Linked DNA regions of Mus musculus: region 2 is linked to region 1. Evidence: chromatin contacts called from public Hi-C data. All regions are on one chromosome and are shown on one strand. The core of a region is the stretch at or near the end of the contact, and the rest is flanking DNA. Distances in the headings are between cores, read along the strand shown. Region 1 has its middle 15 kb from the start of Gm29864. Region 2 overlaps Hpcal1 (hippocalcin-like 1).

What was found. Hi-C and Micro-C count contacts between places; a contact is called where the count stands out from the background.
Region 2: a Hi-C map of bone marrow-derived macrophages shows a contact between it and region 1, with 2.6 times the contacts expected there. The contact joins two enhancer-like sites. A contact is called at or near these places in 1 of 15 datasets of contacts at CTCF or cohesin (CD8 T cells), 64 of 484 Hi-C or Micro-C datasets (the AML12 cell line, B cells, the C2C12 cell line and 38 more), 7 of 115 datasets of contacts at active chromatin or transcription factors (CD8 T cells, bone marrow-derived dendritic cells, bone marrow-derived macrophages and 3 more) and 2 of 9 other capture datasets (liver and macrophages).

Annotation. Positions count from the first base shown.
Region 1 is chr12:17,656,469-17,662,454 of GRCm38.p6, forward strand. No RefSeq gene overlaps it. Among named protein-coding and RNA genes, the nearest start is that of Gm29864, 15 kb to the right of the region's middle. Within about 2 kb of position 1,518, at least 32 of the 459 cell types and tissues checked have an H3K27ac peak or open chromatin away from gene starts, as enhancers often do. A contact at or near this core is called in bone marrow-derived macrophages and macrophages, where this site is marked.
Region 2 is chr12:17,775,150-17,780,708 of GRCm38.p6, forward strand. The region is part of intron 2 of Hpcal1 (hippocalcin-like 1); the gene reads left to right. Among named protein-coding and RNA genes, the nearest start is that of Gm40312, 37 kb to the right of the region's middle. Within about 2 kb of position 2,037, at least 10 of the 459 cell types and tissues checked have an H3K27ac peak or open chromatin away from gene starts, as enhancers often do. A contact at or near this core is called in bone marrow-derived macrophages and macrophages, where this site is marked.

The DNA.
Region 1 (5,986 bases), core at 268-2,767:
CGCCAATTCTTCCCCTACCCCCACTATTTTCCTATATAAACCCCTAGCTTCTGAGCCTCGGGGTCGACACCCCTGTCTCCTGTGTGAGATACGTGTTGGCCCGGAGCTCTGTCATTAAACTACCTCTCATGTTTGCATCAAGACGGTTTCTTGTGATTCTTTGGGTGTGCGTCGACTTGGGGCTTGAGTGGGGGTTTCCCCACTAGGTTTTTTCAAATGTAGATATGATGTCTTCATGAATCTGAAGCCAGAGAGGTTTGAGAGCAGTGTTAAAAAAAAAAAAAAAAACCTATGTGAAGGGGCCCTCTTTGGAGCCTTGAACCAAGAACACAACCTCATTCTGGAGACTGAAAATTCATGTCCAAGGGTACAGGGATCAGAGGAGTGACCTGAGTAGAGCTCCTTTAGCAGACCCCTCTCTGAGACCACTGAAGCAATAAAACTCAAGGGCCTGGAAGTCTGGGTCAGGTTAAAGGCATGTCCCTGAGCCTAGGACATAGAAGGTGGGCAGCTGACATTTTTATCTTGAATGAAGGCTGTTCTTTCATTAAATCTATTTGTTCTTTGTTTGTTTGTTTGTTTGTTTGTTTGTGTGTGTGTGTTGGATGTACACATGTTCACATATATTCACATGTACTTGAATGTGTGAGAGAGGAATTTGAGGTTAGGATTAGCTTTAATTGTAACTTTGCTTTAACTTAAATTAGCTTTAATTGTAAATTAAACAGTCAACAGTTGACTGACAGGAGAGTCTCAGTTGAGGAATTGCCTAGAGCAGATTGGCCTGTGGAGATTGATTACTAATTGGTGTAGGAGCCAGCCCACCACCACCACGGGCAGTACCATCCCTAGGCAGGTAATGTTGGGTTGTATAAGAAAGCTACCTAAGCAAGAATCTGAGTTAGCCAGCAAGTAGCGTTCCTCCATAGTTTCTGCAACAGGTTCCTGACCTGACTTCCCTGTGACCTGGAAGTTGAAGATGAGATGAACTCTTCTGTCCCCAGCAAGAAGGAAACTAGGACAGGTGTTTTCCTCTATGGTCTCTCCATCTTAGTGTCTTAAGACAAGTTCTATCACTAAACCTGGATCTCTCCAATTTGGCTACAATGACTGGCCAGTGAACCCCAGAGGTCCTCCTGCCTCTGCCTCCCCAGTGCTGGGATCCTGGGGTTACAGGCATAATCTCCCACAGCAGGCCTTTCACTTCCTTGCTGGGATCCAAACTTAGGCGCCCATTTGTCGCAAGCGCTTTACCCACTTCCTCAAACCTATTTATGTTGTTTGTTTGAGAAAAGGCATCACTGTATATGCCTCTGACTGACCTAGAATTTGCTATGTCAACCAGACTGGTCTTGAATTCACAGAGAACCACCTGCCTCTGCCTCCCAAGTGCTGGGATTGAAAGCCTCATGCTTACTTTTTGATTGAACAGGAAGCTGCTGGCAGGATTCACATTAGGCGTGAGCACCTCACATTAGAGCTGGGGAGGGCAGGGTTGGTCTGGACTCCAGTTCACCCGTGTTTTCTGTTTCCTGTTTCTTTACGCATTCTATCAAGCATGTGACTGCTGGTATTCAGCCCTTAGTAGGAAGGCCAAAAGCATCAAGAAATTACTCATCTAAGTGAGATCTAAACCACTCTGCCTTTTCATCATGCCGGCATTTGTTGTAAACATCCTTCTACCTGCAGATTCTACTGTTTAAATGTTACAAACTATTTCAGAAAACAGGTTCCTCCTCCAAAAATATGGATTTCATATATCCTCTGACGTTTGTGTTTGGCCTTGTTTAAACCTCTGGCTGGTTACTGAAGGACCACAAGACTTGGGGAAAGGTTGGCAAGGAGGGGCTCTAACTCCAAGCCAGCTGAGGGAGGGTCCAGTTGCAGGTGGGTCTAATGTGGTTTTACTCAGGTTCCAGGGTCAGGCTAACCAGTGGCTTGAGGCTACCATCAAAGTGCTGTGGAATCAAGAGCCCTCAGGGGCATGAAGACACTGCTGGCCTTGAGTTCTGAGGAAGTGTAGGGAGGCACTCTTGTTTCCCAAAGGTTTGAGCTTTCTGTGGTCAGCAGGAAGGGAGGGGTGTGAGGGAATGACACCACTTGTGTTCAGCAGGGTTTTTTTTTGGGGGGGGGGCGGTGTCTCTAGGGCCAGGACATTACTCAGAAGGCTGACTGCTGTCACAGAACTTCCGAAGTGTCAGGATGTTGTACTCTCCAAATGAACAAGACCTTGCCCTCTCAGGCCCTGACATCCTGAACTCTGTGGTCGCAGGGGTCAACTGGCTTGCCTTTCATGGATCTTCAGTGGTTTCCTGCCTCCTGCTCTCACCCATTTGTCTACTTTGCTGCCATGTTGCTGGGCTTGACATAGAATCCTGCACAGGAACTTTGGGGATGCAGTTAATCATGGCAGGAGGCACCGGTGGTGCATTCGTTTCTATGGCTCTTGGCTCACAAGCTTCTCCTTCATTGACTCCAAAGCACATGCAAGCATCTTCAAGCCTTCTCTCTGGTACAGTCTTCTTGTTCTCCCGCATGGGGGTACACACTCTGCCCACCCCGATAATCTCTCCATCACAGCATCCTTGATTTGGTCACCATTGCATAGGTTTTTTTCCAAGTAAGGAACATTCACGGGCCTCAGAACTCTCCACTCAGGTACCTTTGGTGTCAGTTATTCTTCTGTAGGGTGGGTAGGGGTGCGACTGGGGGTGGGGGTAGGGGATCTGAGGGGTGGTTTGGGGAAGGGGGAGGGAGATATACTGTACAAAAAACTAATGAAGGGTCAGGAACCCAGATCCCTACCCTGAAGACAAAAACATCCTGCCCTTCCCTTCCCCTACCTACAGGCCTACTCCACTGCCACAGGCCTCTGAGCTGTGGCAGCTGACTTTGGAGCCAGAGCTAAAGGTGGGAGGAGTTCAGTATAGTATAGTCATTGGCGGGTAGGCTGACCTCTTACAATTTTGAGAACTTACAGGATGGAGCCATATCTTCATATTAGCTGCAGTCTGTTCTTGGCCAGGTCCTGGGGGTTCTCGTCTGCCTGCAGTTCAAAGAAAAGGTCTAGGTGGAGCTAGTAGGCTTAGTTCTAGCTGTGTTTCTTTAATGGGTATTGCATATGATGAGGCTGGACTCTTTATTACTACCATGAACAGCCAGCCCATCCACCCTCTGCCTGGGTGTGACTGGGCAGGCTCAGAGCTTGATGGTGTGCTTGGCGCTGATCTTGAATGGCTTAATAAAATGTTTCTCTCATTTTCACTCAGCAGCCCTGGTGGCAGAGATTCCTGAATGGGGGGGGGGCACTAAGGGGTTCCCTGTGACCTGCCTGACACCCACAAGTGTCCTTGCTTCCTGCTTTAGGCAAACACACTACACTATTTTTTGTATCCATTTGCACAAGGCATCCAGGTACGTTTGAACATAGAAATTATGCTTGTTCTTCATATCTGTTAGCAAAGGATGCTGGGAAAGAAACAATGTCTCTCTGGTGTCTGTAAGTGTTCCCTGTAGCCTGGGGCCCCTCTGCCTTGTTTCTAAATATGTAGTGTCATTTGTAAAATAGATTTTCATAGCAAATCATAGATAAAGGACTTTCAGAAACTATTTTGGGTAACAGTAGAAATCTCTCTCTTCCTTATCTCTCCCTCCCTCCCTCCATCTCTCTCCCCTCTGTGTTCATGCATGCATACAGTGTATTCCTGTGATTGTGGTCTTTCTATGTCACATGTCACCTCTCCCCTTTACCCTTTACCCACCTGGGCCATCCTGGGATGAAGTTCCAGGTCAGCAAATGGACCCTTTCTCTGTGGATTTGCTTAGTGACTTAGAATTATCAAGAAGATTGCCTGGGTATCTGGTCTTGATTTCCTTTGCCCTCTCTTGAAAACTCTGAACGTTCTAGAAGTTTCCAATTCATATCTGGCAACTTCATGAGGAAACCCTGTAGATGCCATAGGTTCTAGAAGACCCAGAGTTACCATAGACTTCGGAATCATTGACCTGTGAACATGACCTACTCCGACCAGGGCTGGTTCCTTGGGGTCCTTTCTCATGAAGGTCAGTTATCTTTGAAAATACCCTTTCTGGATTTCTGAGAAATCTGGGTATTCCAGCTACCAGGGCTGGAGAGACAGCTCAATGATTAAGATCCGGGACTGTTCTTCCATAGGACCCAGGTTCAATTCCCAACACCCACATGGCAGCTCACAACTGTTTGTAACTTTAGTTCCAGGGGATCTAACACTCTTACACAGACATACATATAGGCAAAACATCAATGCACAATAAATAAATCTTTTTTAAAATTTGCAGAACTGTGCTCTGTCTGTATTGAAACCTTGCAGTTTCTCCTAACCTCTGTTTCCCTCCACATAAGATAGTGCACCCCTGTTGTCCCAGGCATTCAGGAGCCCAAGGACCTTATAAATCCAGGACCCTGAAGCCAGCTGGTCAGTATGGGACACCGTCTCAGACCAAAATAACAAAGCCACAATAGGCGTATGCAGTTGTGGCCAAGTGACTATAGTGATAGATTAGAAAAAAATATATATAACAATAAAGCCAATAAAATACAATGGTGTTAATACATATATCCTTGTGTGTTCAGAACATTCAGTTCTGGGGGCTGGTGAGATGTCTCAGGGAGAAAACCTGTAATCCCTGGGACCCACATGATAGGAGAGAACTGACTCCCTCAAACTGTCCTCTGACCTACACACAGGCACTATGGCACATGCATGTACACTCAAGCTCATATGCACACTCATGCTAACACACACACACACAATTTTAAAAAATGTCTATTCTGTCTAGGTGTGGTGGGGTATGTTCTTAAGAGATCGAGGTAGAAGGATCAGGAGTTTAAGGTCATTTTTGCTACATAGTGAGTTCAAGGTCAACCTGAGCCACCTGAGACCCTGGGTTTTTGTTTGTTTGTTTTGTGTGGTTGTTTTAATCACTCATAAAATACTCAGTTCCACAAACCCTATCTTGTGCTCAGTGCTATGCTGGGTACTGGGCCAGGTGTCCCAGAGGCAAGAACAAAAACCCTTCCCCCTCAACTTAACCACAGCCCAGCAGGGAGTGTGTCCCAGAGAGTGATAGGCCTGGACACCAATGGGCTTGTTCTCCCAGAGGCCTGGCTTTCCAGAAGCCCCTCCTACAGGACCACCTCTTGTCTTCTGAGGCTGAGAAGCTGCCAAGGTTCTCTGTGTGTCAGGTTACACCCATGGCTGTGCCAAACAACAGCTGTCCTTCGAGAGGCTCTCCTGGTGCAGTCCTCCACCTGCTGTGAGGTGACCTTCTGAAACTCAGGTTTCCTTAGCTGTCTCCAGATCCCGCCGGCCTTTTCTGTCTGAGGGCTGGCATGTTGCCAGGCCTTAGCTTATAAGGATGGGCCTAAAACCCTCTCTCCCTGGAGAATCGTGCAGCCAGGAGGAGAGGCAAAACTGCAAACAAATAGCGCAACAGCTTGCTCCCGAGAGCTCACAGGTCCTAGAAGGGGAAATGGAACCTGCTAACCAGAGGAGAAGGAGGAGGAGGAGGAGGAGGGGGAGGAGGAGGAGGAGGAGGAGGTAGGGCAGGCTGACAAGAGGAGCTGATGAGCCACAAGTATAACTAGGAATGAGGGGTAGCCATGCTCTTTGCAGGATGATGGCACTTGCCCCATGCTTGCCTCTGTTTGGGCTCTGGATCAATGTCCCAAGGACCCTTGGAAGGAATGTAGGAGAGTCTCCTGTCTGTGATTATTGTAATAGCGTCTGACTCTAAGATATTGAAAGATGAGTCAATCAGTGAGAACACGAGGGAGAGGCAATTTCAAATTACATTTAAAATGGGGCTGGGGAGGTAACTCAGTATTTAAGAGCACACACTGCTCTTCCGGAGGACCTGCCTTCAGTTCCCAGCACTCACATGGTTCACAGCTGCCTGTAACCTCACCCCTAGGGGATCCAACATCCTATTCTGATCTCTTTTGGCA
Region 2 (5,559 bases), core at 787-3,286, 120 kb after region 1:
GTAAAAGGTCTGGTCTGGTGATGAGCATCTTTGATGATAATGACCTCATGGGAGGGAACAAAAAGCCTTACTTGGGACCCCATAGCTAGATTGCTGTCCAAAAGGAGGGACATCAGCATCCGGCAAGTGAATACCCCTGGTGTGACACATTCCTGAGTGCCTATTCTACTGTCACTATTGTGCCAGAATGGAGCTTTCTAGAAGACTAATTCACCCACATCCCTCACATTCCTTCCTGAGTCCCTAACCCTGGAGGTCACAAAGTGTTTGAGCCTTCAGGATAGGAAGAGTCTCTTGGGCCTCATGCTGAGTCTTTGAAATGTCATGCAGCCCCGATTCACAGTTATAAACAGTGTGTGTACCCTGCCTTGTTTTGGGGCACTGTGCGGGTTCATGGTGGCAAAGTATTAAATGCAGAAATGCAGGAAGCCGCAGTCTGAGAGGTGGAGTGCTCCCTGTGTGTAAGCATAAGGACCTGGGTTCAGATCCCCAGCACCTGTGTAAAGCGCCACATATGTCCTTGTTTGCTGTGACCCTGGCACTGTGGGATAGAGACAACAGGAGCCAATTCTAGGGTCATTCTGGCCGTCTAGTCTAGACAAAATGGTGAATAGTACTCTCTAGGTTCAGAGAGAGGCCCTGACTCAAAAACAGGGGCAGGACTCTGAGGCCTGTAGAGCTGGCTCTCTGCTTACGAACAAGTACTCTCTTCCAGAGAACCTGAATTCAGTTAACAGCACACACATCTGGCTCTGTGAGCCACCAGTAACTTCAATTCCAGAGCCTTGACTTCTTCCCGCCTCTCTAAGCACGTGGCATACATACATACAGACATACATGTCAATAGAAAATTTTAAAACTTTTTTAAAAAGAAAAAGATATCTGGGCAGTGGTAGCACACACCTTCAACCCCAGCACGCAGGAAAGAGGCAGGTGGGTCTCTGTGAGTTTGAGGCCAGCCTGGTCTACAGAGTGAGTTCCAGGATAGCCAGGGCTACAGAGAGAAACCCTGTCTTGGGAGAAGAGCAGAGTAAAGAAAGCAAAAAGAAGGAAAAAACATTCTCATGTCAACCTCTATATCCTGCATGGGAAAGCATGCCTGTGTGTATGTGTATAAAGGTGCATGTGTGTGTGCATGAGGGTACATGTGTGTGTGCATGAGGGTGTGTGTGATGGTTTGTATATGCTTGGCCCAGGGATTGGCACTATTACGTGTGGCCCTGTTAGAGTAAGTGTGACCTTGTGAGAGTAGGCATGTCACTGTGGGTGTGAGCTTTAAGACCCTTATCCTAGCTGCCTGGAAGTCAGTATTCTGCTAGCAGCTTTCAGATGAAGACGTAGAACTCTCAGTTCCTCCTGCGCCATGCCTGCCTGGATGATGCCATGTTCCCTCCTTGATGATAATGGACTGAACCTCTGAACCTGTAAGCCAGCCCCAATGAAATGCTGTCCTTTGTAAGAGTTGCCATGGTTGGTCATGGTATCTGTTCACAGCAGTAAAACTCTAATATAGTGTGTAACACACACACACACACACACACACACACACACGAAAAGGGAGTTCAGTGTCTGATCTGAGGAAGTGCTCTGAACAACGCAGGACCAGAGTCTGAAGGTAGATGAGAATTGATGCTAATCCTAGAGGTTTCTTCCAAGAGAAAGCACATACACCCAAGGACTGACCCTCTCTGAAACAGACAGCAAGAAGGGCAGAGAGGTGGAGGAACTGCAGATGCAGAGACCCTGGGGCTGAAACAGACTTACCAGGGTCCAAAGAGGGGAAAAAACACAGTAGTGATGTCCACAAGTGTAAGTCTTAACAGAAGGTCAGAAATGCCATTCAGGATGTTGGGGAGAGTGGCCATGGAGTCTGGGAAATCTGCCCCCAAGGAGTGGTGGGATGTTTGTGTCTGAACAGGCTGCAGGGTGTGAGTAGGAGCTTCCTGGGTGACTGGAGTGGGTGTGACCCAGATGAGCCTAGCTTAGTGAGGAGAAGTCACCCACATGGCTCCCTTCCTGTTATAGTAGCAGTTTCTGTTAAGAAAAAAGTTCTTGGGATTTCCTGTTCTTTTCTCCACCTCCTCTGGTTCCCCAACTCTTGTGGGGCCTCTCGGGCTTGGGAAAGAGCAGAGGGAGAGAGGTCTGGCAGTGCAGGGTGGGGCTTTCCGTGCAGTCTTGCCAGCTGCCCCTCTTTCTCCTTTTACATTGCACTTTTACCTTGTTGCTTAAGTTTTATGCATATGGATTAATTTGTGTGTGATGGGCAAGTGATCCAGTGAATGTACGTCAGAGGACACAGCCTCTGGGATTCAGTTCTCTCCTCCTACCACGTGAGTTCTCAGGCTTAAACTCAAGTCATCAGGCTTGGTGCCTGGTGCCTTTACCCAGGGAGTCATTTCAATCGCTCTGCTGCCTTTATAAAACAACAACAACAACAACAAGAACAACAAAACAGTCATTGATGCTCTGGGGAGTTGGGAGTTTGAGCTCTTGGGGTGTAGCTTGGGAGTCAGGAAGGGTTTGCAGTGACAGTGCCTTGACATGGGACTGTGGCTCAGATGGCAGGCTGAGGTTGCATGCTGGTACCCAGTAATACCCTATCCTCCCTCCCATAGATCTCACTGTGTAGCTGTGTGTTGTCCCACTCAGAAGAGGAGGGTACCTCTCTCACTGTAGCCTTCAGCCTCCATGGCTGGGGTCAGGCTGGCTTCTCCAGAGAGGTCCAAGTATCACTGCAGCCTAGGTCTGTGGACCTGAGGAGGACTGTGGGATGGGAACTCATTATCTCTCACTCCCTGTATCAGTGAGTAAAGTGATCACCGGATGCCATAGGATGCTAATTGCTGTGAATAGGATCCCTGTGTGGTGGCATCAGCTCCAGAGTCCTTGGTACTGCCCAGTGCTGTCCACAGAAATACGATGACAGCTACGTTCATATATAATATGATATTTTCTTACAACCACATGGGAAGAGGAAAGAGAAATGGGGTGAACAATGTCCACAGCCTGTTGGTTCTAACCCATTGTATTCCAAATGGGCCCAAATCCTATATATTTTACCCTAAGGACTTACTTGAATTTAGACTAGTATTTTTCAGTCTTCTAATGCTGCGACCCTTTAATACAGTTCCTCATGTCATGGTGACCCGCAACCATGAAATTATTTTTTTTGCTACTTTATAACTATAAATTTTGTTACCATTACAAATCTTAATGTAAATATATGTGTTTTCCAATAGTGTTAGGCAACCCCTATGAAGGGTCCTGCAATCCCTAAGGAGCTGGGACCCACTCATTGAGAAGCTCTGGTTTAGACCTACTATGCTTTCTTGACTAGTTTAGAAATTGAAAGGGGTGTCCCTGGAGGGCTAGGGAATGTGCCAGTCTTCGCCCTCTAGTGTCCGTCCATCCTTAGTGCAGCTTGGGTGGCTCCAGGTGCATCTCCTGCAGCTAATGGCCATTCTGCAGAGGGCTGCACTGAAGTGGAGGCTAAGGCTGTTTGAGTTTCACCTACAGCAAGAAGGAGGAGGAGCGGGGGAGGAGGAGGGGGGGGGGGAAGGTAGAGGAGGAGGGGGAGGAGGAGGAACAATAATATTCTGCTGGTCACTGTAAGGAAGAGCACAGTTGAGGCTGATTTCCCCCTGCCACCTTCTGTTCCACCTGACATGGAACAGGCTCTCCATCAGCCAAGTCCAGATGGCCTGTTGAAGTTCAACTTCACAGAGGATGCACCCAGTCTCTCCTGAGTCCAGGACTTCATAGGGATTTGGTACCCACGTCTCCCACCACCTTCTTTCTATGTCTAGCAGTCCTTGAGGTTTGGCAGTCTGACTGATGAGATTGCTGCGTGGTGGGATGAACTGTACCATGCGTGTTCCTAGCCAGCACTGAGCTTTGGTTAATGGGACATTGGAGCTCCCAAGGGCCTTTCCCAGCGACAGCACAACTGTGCTGTTAGCAAAGCTTTTTACTCACAGTACCAAGCTCGGGTTAAATATTTCCACAGAGCTTCCCAGCTACTTGTTTGGTCTTTCCTTAATTTACAATTCAGTGTGTTAAGGACAATAAGACCCTGGGAGGAGGCTTAGGAGCTGTTAGCTCCCTCCCCCAATTCCCATTACTGAGAAGTCACATGTCCTCCATGCTCGGAGGCTGTTGTCTGTCAGATCTTATCCCTGCTAAAATATGAAGTGGGAGGTGGCTGTGTGATCCCCAGGGACCCTCATTCCTCGCCCCCTAAGAAGATGAAAGTAGGGCTGTCTGATCAATGAAGCCTGGGTTAGTCTGATGCTAGGTAGGTATTTCTTCAGGGGAGCAGGCACAGTGATTTTTCTGTCCCTGCATAAGCATTCTTTTTTTGCCAGGTGTTTTCCCAGACAGCTAAACATCACTAAGGCTGGCTCGGTTGCTTAATGAATGACAGAGGGGTAAAGGGGTATGTACCACTGAGCCTGTCACACATCTTTGCTACTGTCTCAGTGCTTCCAGAAGAGCTAAAATGAGGTCCCTTGTATTAAATATTTTATCCAGGTCTCTGTTAGGCATCTACAGGCAAGTGCCAGGAAGCATCTATGAGGCCGCCAGCATTTGTGGGCTCCACTTAGCAGGTTCATGAAAGTGAGCATTAAGAGATCATGGCTTTGACAGCCACTTTATTGGCCAGCAGCTTCTTTGGGTACCAGCTAAACGCACCTTGGAACCTCCTTGCCTCTCAGGATGTTAGCAGGGAAGGGGCCCAGGATAGATCAAAACCCAAAGGACAGAGCCCAGCTCTAACCTAGGTCTTTTCTTTCTGAATGGGACTCATTCTGCTAACTCCTAGCTGAGCCACGTGAGACCGCTTACCAGTCCCTGGAGGCTCTGTCATCTTCTACCATCCCCTCTGGGCCTTCAGTTTTGACTCTAAATGCCATCTTCCTAGCCAGACCACCTAATTCTCCTGCCTAGGAATGTGCCATTGTAGTGCAGGGCACTCGAGAGTAGGGACCTCAATCCAGCATGACTCAAGCATCTATACTTCAAGAACCGAAAAGATGCAAAACACTGGAGCAGGTCCAGACTGCTTACTCAAGTGTGGGCTTCTCTGTGAGCCACCCTCTCAAGTGATGGGGTGTATCTGTCAGCCTAAGCTTTCATGTGACAAGAAGGAGGCTAAGGTGAGGGTGGGGGGCTTTCTGCTGCTGGGAGCCTGCTTTCTTGTCCTCCCTGGGAGTTCTTTGGTTAGCTTGCTCTATGACTGTTGGTCCTCTCTCCCAAGTCTCTTTACTGAATCTTCGTCCCCTTTGGAAATGGAAAGGGGGGGGGGTCACTGTCACTGACTGCACTGGGCTGAGAGTTCCTATTGGTCAGGGATAGCTGCTGGATATTCAAGAGTCTCAGCAGCACTTAGCATTGTAAAGGTGTGTTTTCCCATCTGGGTGTAGTGGAACATGGCAGGGCAGGAGGATTCTGCTCCATGGAGTCCCTCCAGGAATGGGGCTTCTTTACACAGAGCCTTTCTTTACTGGAGTTTCAGGAAAAAGGCCAATCCTACCCTCTCTTCCTCCTTATCTCATACTG